Regions from separate parts of the Mus musculus genome. Here all the other regions are linked to region 1. Evidence: chromatin contacts called from public HiChIP or PLAC-seq data. All regions are on one chromosome and are shown on one strand. Each heading gives the region's core, a stretch centred on a gene start, on an enhancer-like site or on the middle of the called end of the contact. The rest is flanking DNA. Distances are from core to core; before and after follow the strand shown.

What was found. HiChIP or PLAC-seq counts read pairs in DNA pulled down with a chosen protein or histone mark.
Region 2: a contact with region 1 is called in a CTCF HiChIP or PLAC-seq map of the NIH/3T3 cell line, with 14 read pairs. The contact joins two enhancer-like sites. A contact is called at or near these places in 2 of 15 datasets of contacts at CTCF or cohesin (the NIH/3T3 cell line and pro-B cells), 55 of 484 Hi-C or Micro-C datasets (the AML12 cell line, B cells, the BV-2 cell line and 37 more), 5 of 115 datasets of contacts at active chromatin or transcription factors (a beta-TC-6 cell line, bone marrow-derived dendritic cells, double positive thymocytes and 2 more) and 1 of 9 other capture datasets (embryonic stem cells).
Region 3: an H3K27ac HiChIP or PLAC-seq map of the NIH/3T3 cell line shows a contact between it and region 1, with 9 times the contacts expected there. The contact joins two enhancer-like sites. A contact is called at or near these places in 2 of 15 datasets of contacts at CTCF or cohesin (the NIH/3T3 cell line and pro-B cells), 52 of 484 Hi-C or Micro-C datasets (the AML12 cell line, B cells, the BV-2 cell line and 36 more), 2 of 115 datasets of contacts at active chromatin or transcription factors (the NIH/3T3 cell line and epiblast stem cells) and 1 of 9 other capture datasets (embryonic stem cells).

Annotation. Positions count from the first base shown.
Region 1 is chr4:95,022,825-95,027,544 of GRCm38.p6, forward strand. No RefSeq gene overlaps it. Among named protein-coding and RNA genes, the nearest start is that of Jun, 27 kb to the right of the region's middle. Within about 2 kb of position 3,282, at least 38 of the 459 cell types and tissues checked have an H3K27ac peak or open chromatin away from gene starts, as enhancers often do. A contact at or near this core is called in the NIH/3T3 cell line, where this site is marked.
Region 2 is chr4:95,908,127-95,912,677 of GRCm38.p6, forward strand. All of the region lies in intron 14 of Fggy (FGGY carbohydrate kinase domain containing), which reads left to right. Among named protein-coding and RNA genes, the nearest start is that of Hook1, 57 kb to the right of the region's middle. Within about 2 kb of position 2,030, at least 13 of the 459 cell types and tissues checked have an H3K27ac peak or open chromatin away from gene starts, as enhancers often do. A contact at or near this core is called in the NIH/3T3 cell line, where this site is marked.
Region 3 is chr4:95,928,231-95,933,136 of GRCm38.p6, forward strand. No RefSeq gene overlaps it. Among named protein-coding and RNA genes, the nearest start is that of Hook1, 37 kb to the right of the region's middle. Within about 2 kb of position 3,266, at least 21 of the 459 cell types and tissues checked have an H3K27ac peak or open chromatin away from gene starts, as enhancers often do. A contact at or near this core is called in the NIH/3T3 cell line, where this site is marked.

The sequences.
Region 1 (4,720 bases), core at 2,032-4,531:
TGAACTTCAACTCACCAAGTAATTGCCAAACATCTCATAACCCAGCCTTGCTGCCAGCCGTCTGTATTGGAGCAAGAGGGAAAGAGGTCATTTCAATTTTAGGGGTAGACACAGAGTGGGGAAGGAACTAGATGGCCTGTGATTGCTACTCTGCTTTCTACTCACCGTGTTAGTCTTAGTGGAGCTTCAAGACTTTTTAGGCTTTGAAAATCTCAATGCTGCAATCAAATTGGAAGTCCCGTGGAGTCTTGCTTGCTGCACTTGCTGCTTGTATTACCTTGGAAAGTTCACCAACACTCTGAGTCTCACTTTTCTTATTGGTAAAATGAGTGGCTGCCTAGAGGACCATGGGGAAGATGAGGACTGTGCAAACCTTTTGGACAGAAGCTGATTAATCAATTGTAGTGATTGGTCTCCTTAAAAAAACAAACAAACTGATTTTCTTTATCCACTGCACAATGAAATGAACCATAGAAGACTCTAGAAAATGGTTACAAGTCTCAGGTTGGCATGTGTGGAGATGACCATCTAACCTTGCTCCCTGCAGACTTGGACTCCTGTTAAGACTCCCAACTTTTCTGGAGGATGTGCATTCTCCCGTTACCTTGCATAAGCAAGCTGGGTAGACAGACGTAGGAGGGATTGCGTGTTTTCAGCAACAAGTGAGCAGAGCTGAGCGGGTGGATCTGAGCAAGAGGCCCTGCGTGTGACAGCAACGAGGGAGTGATAGTGACGTGATAATAGTAGAGCACATAGAAGAACGCACAGCTGGCCAGTCACCCAACCAGAACAGCTTTTGAGCACCGGTTGCTAAGAGCCAGATGAGCTGGGATTTTTACTCATCTTGCTAATGAAAGGGAAGAAAAAACTTGAGATTTTTGGAACTGATTGAATCAACTCCTCTGTTTGCTGTTAGTCACTTTGAAGCCATTTCATGTGTTAAACAAGTATGTTGAGTTCTTCCTGGTGTGTGTGCTTGGCTCGAGGCCCTGGGCAGATGGCAGTGAATCAAGCCCGTGCCTTCATGGAGTTTAGATTGGACTCAACTGTGTCATTTAGGAACTGAAGTGACCCACTGAGGACGTGAGAGAGAAGTTAATTGTCAGCTGAAAGTGACTCAAAGTGACTTATTGGCAAAGCTGATCAGAATCTGAGTCTTCTAAATTCCAGGTCAGGAGCTGTTCACAGACTTCTGTCTTGGTTCTTTATGTACCATCACAACAGGGTACCATTGACTAGGCAATTTATAACAGGCAAAAATCCATTAGTTCACCATCCTAAAGACTAAGAAGTCCAAGGCAGAGGAGGTAGTATCTGGCATGGGCTTCTCTTTTGCATTGTCTCGTGGTAGAAAGCCAAAGAGAGGTTGACAGAGAACAAAATGGGGCCAAACTTGTCCTTGTAGAATGAATTCAGATTAAATAATGAACCCACTACCAAGATAATGACATTAATCCATCCTTAAAGACAATGCCCCTATAGCCCAAACCATTCCTATTAGGCACCATCTCCCAACACTGTCCCATTAGAGACCAAGTGTTTAACACAAGGATTTTGGAAGAAACCATCAAACTGTAGCAACTACATTTTATTAAAGAGCCATGCACAGCATATTTTAAGCATGGCTGAGACATCATATGTCAACTAGATAAATACAATCCCCACTCTGGGGAATTCTGGATACAAGTCCCACAATGAATGAGATTTGTAGTGTCCCGGTGTTCTTGTACTCTGAGTGAGACTTGAAAGGGTGGGCAGGTGTGGTGGGATAAAGCTAGAAAGACAAGCAGGGTAACTCATACCTGGTGGGAGTCAGCAAGAAGCAGAGGAGTGGAGGTATGACTCACAAAACTTTTTATCCCCCTCCTCACCGCTCCAGGCCCTCAGTTTCCACTCATAGAATAAGTGCTTGGAATTAGGATGATCTCAGAATTCTCAAACTCTCGATTCTGTGACAAATTACTAGACAATGTTCTACAGCTAAAAAGGCCCAAAGACCGTGTAGGGACAACTCCAGAAAGTTCCTGTGGCTTCCCAATAAAACATTGAGGCTGAAACACCATTTCTTCCGTTCTCCCCTGGTCCTGAAACAAGTGCTGCCCTGCTGTGGTTATCTGTACCTCTGTAATTTTCACGGTGCCAAGGAAGGCAAGGACTGTGTGGCATCTTGCCAGGTGACAATTTTTGGGGTCTTTATATCACCTCCCCCATCAAAATACAACTGTTCTGATGTATGGAACTGACATAATCATCCCTCTGCCTCAACACCTCTCATTGGAGCATCAGCCAGTACAGATGTTTTAGGGTGATGAAATTAGTGAATCACAACTGAATACTGTATTTTTTAACAGCCAGTGACAGAGAGGTTACAGAAGAGCCTCCATTAACAAGCTCATCAATGGTGCTTTAACTGAGCATTTATAGGCAAGGAGTTGATGTTGCTTGCTGATGGTTGCCTGGTCAGAAAATAACAAATCTTAAGATGACTTCCTTCTCTCCTTTCATTTTTTTTCATTCAGTGTTCCCTAAGGGTATGGAACACAGGTGACTTTTGACAAAATTTAGTGGGATAAAATGGAATTTTAGGAATCTAAGGAGTCTCTGGGCTTCAGAGTCTAATATATGAGTTCAAATCCTCCTGGGCTTCCAACCATTGAGGTCATCTGTAGACACTTACTTTTTGTGAAACTGCTGTGTGGGTTGGAAGAAATTCTACCCCCAATAGCTCCCTGACAGGCTGTCCCTATAGGGCACGGTAATTTTAAGGCCTAGACTGTGGGGTCCTTCTCTTTTGTTAACTTTTTTTGAAGTGGAGTCTTACTCAGTTTAGGTAGTAAGAAGCCGTCTTCAGATACAATGTGCACGCCTCATCACTTTCTGTGTATTCTTCCCAGAATGTTGAAGCTGATCACCCTCGCTCCTGACACCAATCGATTTATGTTGGCTTATGTCTTTTGCCCTTTCTAATGCTACAACCTAAGTTAAGGCCTAGTGTGTCTCAAACACATCATTGCTACCTGCCACCATTGACCTTTCTCAGCACAGGCACCGACTTCAGTCAGTAGAGTATGCTGCAAAGATGGATGCTTTCCTGGAGGAGGAACTTGCCTGCACAGGTTCGGGGTAAGCCACAGCCACAGATGTACTGGCTGGAAGGCTAGAGAGCCCTTAGCAACTCCAGTTGTTCAGCATCCCGGAGAAGAGCCTGTGCGATGGGGCGTGTGGCAGCGCCTCTGCTTTCTGAGAAGGAAATTGCAGTGCCACAGACCTCACCCCATACACAGTGGCTGCAGCCAGACCTGAATACCCTTCTTATTATTCAGCGGCTGTAGAACACTCCACACAGGAAGATGACTCGCTCCTTCAATGAGATGCAGAAAGGCCTTCTGCGGAAACAATTTGAAGTGCTTAAATATCCTGTTTCTTAAACCTCCTCTTTCAAATCCCTTGGCTTGAGAGAGATCTTTATTAAAAACTGAGCTGGTTGTAACATTCGTTGAACGCCTTAGTGGGGTTTCATTTGTACTTATTATGAGGTATAGCGCTCCAGCGACCGCTCAGCTCCCTTTATGCCTTTGCCACGGAAAGGACAGATTTGTCATAGCAGTGGGAGAAAACACAATGAGCACGCTGCTTTTACAATGCACAAATATAATAAGAAGTGACAGCATACATTTGTCAAGGATCAGGTGTGGAGACAAGGCATTGCTCATACTGATTATTCCAGAGTGATTATTCCAGGGTGAAGGTGGGGGAATACAGAATGGTGAGCAACCTCTTAGCCTCGTGCAAACCCCTCTAGGAGCAGGGCAGCATAGAAACACTGCAACCAAAGGGATGGATTGACCACATTCTCATACTAAAATACAAATAGAGAGAACTCTCTTCAGTCTCTAGAATAAAGTGGATGGCGTCTATTACCTTTGGAAGGGCTCTGTTCATGTACAGCAGGTGTTCCACCAGCAACAAAAGACTTTGAATCCTCATCTCCAAAGAAAAGAAACAGAAAGAGTTAGGTATGGACCCAGATCATCAACCAAAGGGTCTTGGAGAATATTTGGCCCTAGGCTCAGGGGAGGGATACTTAGGTATAACTAGTAGTAGGATATTGGTGGAAGGCACCATGGTATCATGGGAAGTCCATGGCTTAAAACCTGACCAAATATACTTTATAATTCCAGTTGTGGTACTGACTAGCTGAGTGACCTTGTCCAGACCACTTTACTCTTTTGATATTATCTGCAAAATAATTCCTGGAGAGGTGGCACATGAATAATATCATTATTAAGACAGTCTTAGATTAGAGACTAAGATTAGTGATATTTATGAACCCCAAGTTTCTGAATTTCTGTATGTACTGTGATGAGAATATCGTATCGATAGGATTTTCTGAAGCACAACAGATTATTAGGCCCAGAAAACAGAAAACACTACATAAATGTTTTATTTATGTAAGATATTGAGTCTGGTTTGTTGGCAGAAAACCCATAAGAGAATTGGACCCTCTGTGGATTATAGTTCATGGAAGCAGTTACGGGATTTATCCTAAGAGTCTTTGGTCAGTTGTCTAGTCTTCTTGATGTGAAGCCCTATGGCCAGGTCTAAGAAGATCTTTGAAATCTTCTGGGTGGTCTGAGGATATGGATGAGTTAATTCTGTGATGAAATTTTAGGATCAGGTTTCCTTCTAAGTCTAGAGAGGCAGGAATAAGCTTGACTGC
Region 2 (4,551 bases), core at 780-3,279, 880 kb after region 1:
TGACTTAACACTAAAGTCTTTTTAAAAATCCATATGGAAGCCTACTATATGGAAGCTTCCTAAAATATATATGTATGGAAAAGGAGTCTAATGATATTACTATATAGAGTTATATAATGAGGGAAACAATATCTCGATCAGAAATCATATGCTGCCAAATAAATCCCTAGTACTAGTAGTGGGTTACAACTTTTTTGAGTCATTGGTTGAAGGAGTCCCATGGACAGCCCCCTCAAACTTTACAGGTGATTACATTACAACAAAATGCTGAGATCCTACTGCTAAATATGGAAGATGGAGAAAAAAGCTTGCTCGTACTCAACTGGAAGCTTCAGCCCTATTGGCTAGCATTCATAGTGCTGGAAAGTGCTGTACATGCTCTCAGAGGAGAAAAGTGATCATAAACAGCACCAAGCTATGAATCCTGTGAGCTATAATAGCAACCTAGTACATTTGCCCACTATTACAGTAGTGGCAAACATGTTATGGGAGTAACCAACCACGTTTATTGAGTTCAAGGCCCATTCCATGAGATACAACCCATATCTGACATAATAAGGTTAAGAGTATACAACTAGATAATTCATGAAGTCTAGGGCAAAACATAGTACTATTTTTCTGTTAAATAATATAGCAATAAAATGATTCTTAATGACATGTTGCTATGCCCATAGATGAGTGCATCACTTAACCCTCATCTGAGTCTTCTACTTGCAATAGATAATTAACATAGAAACAGAGTGAATGGTTCTGGAGTGCTCAGATCTAAGTAGGGTGTCTCTATCATACCCTGACCTAAAGGCTCAGGGATCTATGCAGAAGCAGAGGCAGGGGGAGTAAATGATTTTAAGGAGACAGTATTTTCAGATAGAATGAGGCTGGTGCAGTATGAACTGGCAGAGATAGCAGCACAAGACCTGCATAAGCTCCAGCCAGACAAACCTGAGCTTGGAAAAGGGGGAAGTGGACACAAAGCCCTGCTCCTGGCCAGGAATCAGAGAAGGTGTTTGCGATTAGGAATTGCTGAAAGAGTGAAAACCAGCTTTCTTCAGTGGAGTGATACTGAGTGTATCAACCAGTATCAACCACGCTCCAGGGCAGGCCCCATGATCAGGAATAGCTAACAAAAAAGGACCCCATATGTTTTTGTACTTTGGGTTTGGTTTTAAGATTTATTTCCTTTTACTTTATGTGTATGGTGGCCTTGCCTGCGTGTATCAATCTGTGTATGTGCCTGGTGCCCAAGGAGGTCAGAATAAGTCAGTGAACCTGCAGAACTGGAATTATGGAGGGTTGTGAGCTGCTGTGGGTGCTGGGATTGAGCCTGGATCCTCTGAAGAAGCAGCCATTGCTCTTACCTGCTAAGCCACCTCTTCAGCTCTCTGGTTTCTGTTTTGTTTTAAGAGTGAGAAAGAACATGAAATTGATTTGGCACAGAAGTAGAGAGAAATCTGGGAGGATTTGGGGAAGGGGGAAAAAAAAACATGATCACAATATATTGTGTGAAATTCTCAAAACTCAAGTAATTTTTAAAAACTAAAAATTTATGATATTAGAATGAAGAATTAAATGAAACTAAAAATATTCAATGGACTTGGCCCTCTCTGAAGTCCATAATACTTAGTTAAGAATAGGTTTCAGAACTTGATCTTTCAACTGAAGGAATCAGTGGGTGTTTGTATAGCATTAGCCATAGTAAATACTTTATAAAATACTAGCTGCCACCACTACTACCACTGTTATTGTTGACATGGCCACTGTTTCTTGTACAGCTCACTGCAACACTTTATCACCAGGATCATATCAGTTTCAGTAAACAATAAGTGACTAATTGAGCCTGTTTACATTTTTAGAGCCTATGATCTTTCTGATGTTTTTAGTAAGAAGCCTTAGAAATCAGATAAAAATGAGTCACGTTCACATAAATAGGATGAATTGCTCAATATTCATATTTAGACCCAGTCCTTACCAGTCAGGCTATGTATTAGGACTCTACCCCCAACCTTCTTAACAGGGATAGAGTCGCTCCCCTGTGCTATGATGACCCATGATTAATCAAGATAAAATGTTGTGTTTCCATGAAGTTTAGTGGATGTGTGTTTTGTTGGAATGAGACTAGGGAAACCTCAGAAACTCAAGAGTAACACTTGTTGGATGAAAGTTAATTATGATAGCTCACACAGTGCAAACACAGCCACCCTACCACCCCCACCCCCACAAAACTGACTGCAGAGCTGGCAAGATTTTAGAGATAATTTAAGCAAATGCTTTCACTCTGCAGATAAGTGAGGTCAAGGAATGGGAAAGGTCTTGCTCAGGGTCATACAGATGGTAGTAATTTTGTTTAGTTTGTTTCAAAAAGTAACATGAGCAGTTTCTCTTAACATCAATGAATCTGCCTTTCTCTTTATATAAGCACAATGTAGTGACCATGGTTAAATGTGACCTTGACAGGGGAAAAGAAAGCTTTGAGAATTTTACAGGGTCTCAGAGTCATCACATGGAGGGTAACTGTGATGGCCTCAGCCTAGACATCTCCCTGGTGAGCATGGGCTCCTGAAATGGACCCCATTTTACTCATGACTTGAAGCAAGCTTGTAATTTATTAATTTAGGAAAATCGTGTGAATGCTCTGAACCTGAGCTTCCTCATTTAAAAGGGATAGAGTCCTCCCTCTCCACCCCAGAATTTGACAATCAAATGTACAGTCCTTACATTAAATATACATTTGATAAATTCATCCTCTCAGCTAACTCTTAATACTCTACTAAAAACTGGTGATACATGAAGAAGGCTGCCAAGTGCTTCTGCTTCTGGAAAAAGATGAAGTGAGAGACCTCGTGAAATGAAGTAAAGATTAAGCCAATTAGCAATAAAACGTCAGATGACACTGTGTAGGAGGCTAAGAAACTTCACTGTGTTGTGAAGTTAAGAAAGTGTGATGGTACAGCCACTGGTATTTAGAAGTGGATTGAGTCAAACTCAACACTTGAGGCCAATTAAGGGTGGCCAAAGGTAAGTCTTGGAGAAAGTGTATTTGAAGAGGGAGGCCCTAAAAGAAAAGGACAGTCCTCAAAGATTACTGGGAGAGGTACAAATTGGGAAGGAGCAATTTTAGCATGGTCAGTCATAGCCCGAAAGTTAATATTTCTAGAATGGCTCACTAGGAGGGTAATGAATACAGCAGTGCTGAAAACAGACACAAATTCCATCATGAAGATTTCAGACACTGAGATTTTTACGAAGTCTGAATTTCATCAGAAACTCTTGGTGTTCACTGCAAGTTTTAAGAGGGGAAGAAATTGTGTTGTCATTGTCTTTCAGCTCCTGAAAGGCAAACTCCTTAAACCTTTGGAGTTCTTCAAAATGGTATCTTCTTGAATGCTTGTGAGAAGGTTAATGGCTGGAAAACTATAGATCCTTCAGATTGGGGGATGAGTAATTTTCAGGCTCTCCATTAACTTTCCAAGATAGAGAATAAGGTTCTCTCTATTTTTCTCATCTAACAAATCTCCAAAGGATGGGATTCAGATAGACCCTAGGTTGATGACCACATGCTTGTCATGCAGATTGCTGTGCCCAGAGAGCATGGACCCTTGCTGCATCCTTGTCTTTCTGCATTTCTATCTGCCTAATATTTGTAGCCCTGATAACATATTATTAACAGTAAGTAAACATTTCCTATATTATATGTATCCATTCAAGCAAATTGGGAAGCCTGTGATTTGTAGTTCATCAGACATATAGAGAAACATGAGACTTGCAACTAAAGTTGAGACAGCCTTGAACCTTCCAGTACAAGTATGACCCTGACTCTGGGTAGATAGTGCTGGAATTTAATTGATGTCTAAAGAATTGGAAGTCGATTGGTACAAGGGGGAGTGTGGACCCACACATTTAGTGTCAGAAGTGTCATGGGTAAAAACCCAGAGACAAAATTTACCTCATACTATTGGTTTAGTACATTTATTTGGATGAATAGCAGAGTCCAGCCAGAGTCAAGCATGGGTTTTAGTGCAGTGATGAGTCAAAGATCAGATCTGGCCTGTGAATCCTGCACACCAGCAGAATAACAAAATATATAAGGCTATGATGTGCCTCAAATCTCTTACATAACTGACCTGCCAACATTATGATCGACATGTTATTGCCAACTTTTCAGACGAGAAAACACCCATAAAGAAAGCAAGATGTTTGCCTGATCACACGCACAGAGTGAGTCTGCAGAGAAGCCTAGCTGTGAATGATGGCAAGCTGTTACAGTATTGTCTAATCACCACACTACATTTTCCACTTTCTGACTGGCCAGGACTTCTGTACAAAGATGGAGGTGAAACCAAGAGACCAATTAAGAATAGTGGTCAGAGTTGGGTAGGGAATATTCAACAATACTCTGAGTAGATGCTATTGCTCCCATTTTGAAGATGGGAAAACTGAGGTTGGGTTTGCATATCTAGTAAACAATAGAATTAACTTAAGCCCATTTGCTTCTAGTATGCAGTATTTTTCTAGTAGCTGCTTTATTTCCTATAGATTTGGACATGTCCCATG
Region 3 (4,906 bases), core at 2,016-4,515, 910 kb after region 1:
GCACTCATGGGAGGATAGATGAACCACTGAAATCCACGGTGTATTTTACAGAGGAAAATGAGCCAGCTCCTTTAACAGTGGACACCATAGCTACTACTAACATTCACTACTAGCAGGTTCCCCTAATCACATTAGCACTCCATGTATCCTCAGACACCAAATGCTCTGAACAAATCCCACACTCCCAATTACAAGGCATAAATAAATCCAAACCTCCCCAGCCATCTCCCTCTGACACGCACATTCTCATGATCTCATGACCAAAGCCTCACTTTGATGAAGACATCCAACAAAATTCTCTTGTCAATTTCACTGATCTTCAGTGTTTCCCACTGCTTTCTCTGTACCTGCCTTCAACACCTTCCGTAGCTTGCCTGAGAGGGTACCAGTTCCCTACCTCTGACCTTGTTCCCAGCCATCTGACCTGCTTTTTGTGAACCAGGATAAGTTCTTTCAATCTGTCCATACCAATCCTCGAATTTGTTACTATCCCTTTCAATATTTAACAAAAATCTTCCTAATTATCCCTGTTCCCCAAAAACCTCAATTTCAAAGCCTACCTGGCCACCACAGGGAAGGCTATTTTGGTATAATGGAAGTCTTTCAAATTATATTTTCACCAATGAAATCAGCCCCTACTTTTTGGTGGCAGAAATCCCCCAATTGACCTTATGTAGCCAACCTGAATTCCACTCTATGACTCATCTCCCTAGAGCTGGATTTTTGGCTACAGAGGTGGGCATAAGTCTGGCCACTGCCTTAATTGAGACAGATATGGCCTACAGTGCTTTGGGTCACTCTGCCTTCACAGCTCCAAGATTTTTATACCAAATTACAGCTCTATGTAAATTCCACAGCCTGATGCCTGGCCTCCCTCCAATGACAGCTCACTTCTCTGGACCAAGTCTCTCTCTAGAACCACTGGACCTTCTATCCCTTAACAACAGAGAAAAGAGGGACCTGTCTTTCCCTCAGAGAAGATTGCTGCTACTGCATCAACAAATTGGGGGTACGAGGAGGAAATGCTTACTAGCTAACCTGCCTTTTTGAGGACCTCCTAAAAGGAACTTGCCTCTTAGACCCAAGACCCCTTTAATGAATTGGATCGGCCTTTAGGGTGAGCCCCTTATTATCATTGTTCCTCTATTACAGTTTGTCCCTCTATTCCTTAACAGCTTTCCTTTTTCCTAACCAAACAGATTTGACAAATAAATAACCAAACTTGTAATCAGCTCCTCAGGCATTTACCAACCTCTTACCACTAAAGATGACATTGTTTCCCCATCTGGCCCATGAACATCCTCATCTGGGCATGGGGACTATACCTTAATGGCCTTTGGAAGGACTCCTGGCATCTACAAACACCTACGATCTCAGCTTTGAGGAACTTTCCAGCTCCTCAACCCAGAGCTTACTGAATCTGTACTTTCCTTCTGAGCCTCTTATTTTTCCTCCTTCCTCCCCTGCCAGACCCACTTTCAATTCCATTAATGACTCCCTTTTTCTTGATCTTCTCCCCTAATCATCAGGAAGCAATCAGAGAGAAAGACATGTTCTTACCCAATACCTAACAACCCAATAATAAAGCAAAAGGGTGGGAATGAATGACTCTAGCAGACAGAACATGGCCAACACAGGCCCAGCACAGCGAGCATGGCCCTCGGTAGCTTCTTCCTTTTACCCTGCTCGCCCTGCTGAACTGTTAGGTCACATTCTAACTGTGCCACCAACATCTAGTCTCTTATTTGGCCACTGATTCATTCCTAAGACTGATTGCCAAGGTCCAACAATCAAAACATAAAGGTCCAGGAATCAAAATTCATTATTTTGATTAACCTAATTAAGGTATCCAATCAGAACTTACCAACACAAGCCTGCCTCATTCCAACACAGAACTCCCTGTTTTCCCCTCTTATAATTAACACTTGCAAAATTAGTTGCCGCTGTTTCTGCCCTATTCTAATTAAGCCACTTTGTCTCTTTGCCTTGCTTAATTAAGAATCTCTTTGCATGTAATTTGTGCTTGGAAACTGGTGTTTGGGTATGGCCCATACCTAATCCTGGGTGAAGAGTGTGTGTGTGGGTACCCTGCAGTATGTGGGTCCCTTCAGTCATAGTGTTTATCTCATCAATAGAAAACAACCTAGAAAAAAAAACTGATACCAGGGATGGATGGGGTATAAGGAAAGATTATGCAAGCATTTGGAACTTTGGGCTGCAAAAGCCACTGAGTCTATCCCATGGGAGTTTGGAAGATAAAAATACTGACAGCAATGCAGACAATGGAAGCCTGGATAGTGATGTTTCTGAGAGAAGCCAAGGCTATCAGGGTCATTTGTATGATTTCTTTTGAATTAGGAATCTGGTTCTGGGCAGCTAGAGATGCTGAAGAATCAGCTGCAGTTAACAAAAGACCAGACTACTTAAGGGAAACATTTGCTTTACCGGACCCATAGGTCGGCTGGAGCTGAGAAACTAGCTGTGAATAAGGAGAGAGCAGCATCTCAAAACTGGAATCTTCTGGGACTATTTCCTTAGAGTCAGTACACAGGAGCTGTGGTCCAGAGGAGGCAACGGCTTCCCATGTTGACAGCCAGACTTGGTAATGTGGAAGATTCTTCCTTGTGGTAGAGGTTTTGAAGTCATGAAGGGTTCAAGGATGAAGCTGAGGTTGACACTGTAAGAGGCAGGAAAGCCTGGAAAGTATAGCCTCAGTCGCAGTGAAAACCTAAGGGTTAGGTGGGTCGCCGAAGCAGTGCTTCTCCTTCTCCATGGTCTCCGCTCTAGTTCCTACTTAAGTTCCTGCTATGTCTGTCTTCCCTTCATGATATGCTGTGATCAGAATGTGTATGCCAAAACTAAAACAAAACCAAACTCTTCTCTCTCCAACTTGCTTGTGGTCATCATGTTTTCCTCACAGCAAAAGAACACAAACTAAGACAGGAGGATAAGGGTTGACTAGATTAAGTACACACAGCCCATAGCTCAATAGCCTGGTCCATGTCTCTCTTCTTGCAGGACCTAGACACAAGATTAGCAGTATTATACTCAAGGTGAGGACTCCAGCCCTGAAGTAGTGGTCTTTGGTAACCAAGGTGCGGCCCAGGATGAAGGTGGATGTGACTCTATTCCTAGCCACACAGGGAGCCCCAGTCAAAACTTGGAATAAGGGACTGGTGAACATCCCAGACGAGGAATAGGATAGAGCACAAGATGTTAGGACCCAAATTAAACATGCTCCAGCTGGTCCAGCTGATGAGTTCTGACTAAGGCACCCGGGCATGCCTAAGCCAGCCCACACAAAGCACTATGCAGTGCAATGGCTGTCTGTGGTTAGGAAAGACAGAAACATAAGAATGTGGTCTTTCCTGTTTATTCTCCTCAGTCCTTACTACCACATCTTGAGGTTCACAGCATTAACCTCACTGTCTAATTGAGAAGATGATGGTCAGAAAACAAAACAAAACAAACCAACTAACCAAACAACAACAACAAACAGATAAAAAAGTGCTGTAGTCACATAGGTAGTGTGGAGAAAGGATCTAACTTCATGTCTTTCCAGTTGCAAAATTTTGGAGGGAACCCCACTGTACCATCAGAGAAATAGCCCTTCCCCACAACTTGCCCTGTGGCTACAGTGTTTTTGCAGTGATGACCATCCTAAATGTTCAGACCTGACCTTTGTAGGGAAAGGAAAATACAGCTGAGACAAGGAGTGCAACATGCCCAGGATTCCTTCAGCATCTTAAAATCAAGGAGGAAGTTAGTAGAAGATGGTGGGCCTTCAGCCATGGAGAAGTTAGCCTGAAAGAGGGTACCTCCCTGTTCCGCTGTCCATGGATCTCTCCACTACAAACCTGGTCCCCAGGTGGGCAAGGATTCAGCAAGTTGCTTGTTGCACTGTGTTTAAAGCCCCTTAGATAACACCTTGCAAGGTATTAGCATTCTGTTAATAGTGTTTCTACATGATTCTTTTGTACCTCTTGCCTAAGCCAATCCCCAAGAAAATCACTGCTTCCTATCATGAGACAAAATTTACATTGGGAAAATGTAAATGTCCATAAATCTTTATTTATAACTATGTATAGATAAATAACAAAAATGTAATTATACCTGACTAGTAGAAGGCTTAATTTGGTGAATACATATGTTTAGCTTTTATGAATTAAGAATTACAATGTAGCCACAGTGGTTCCTGGGATTTTTGTTTTATTGCCAAATAAAAAATTTTTAAGCCAAATCCAGCTTTGCTGAACAAATCATTTTCCCAAGGAATACACTACATAGCTTTAATTTAGACTATAAATACTCACTATATATGAACAACATAAATGTGGCATTCAAAAGACAAAATAAAAAATCAACAACAAAACTGAGGCTGGATGAGGGTGGGGAAGCAAAGATGAGGATGGTAGAGCATTGTCTCTTGCTGCAGAAGCACATAACCCAGTACTGATCAGCTGGGGTCCACATGAGGCCCTAGAAGGTACACCTCCTCTCAGAGAGAGACATCCTACTACAGAACAGAATCTAGCAGATTAAACCATCTCTAGGATCTCTGACATTTAGGTATTATATTTAGGTATATTAGGTATCTGACATTTAGGTCAAAATAAGTATACATTAATATGAGTTACTTTAAGTAATTGTCAAAAAAATTTTAAAGTGTCTTGGTTGCTGAGTGTTATAAAACCTTTATCTCATGTTTAGTGACTTTCTTTTAGTTTTAAAAATTTATTTATTACACATATACACATCGGTGCATGTGCACATGCATGCACGCACACATACATACACATACACACACACACACACACACACACACACACACACACACACACACACACACCTGAATGACCATAATACTTTTTTTTTCTTTCTGGCTTGAACACAAAAAGCATGTGCC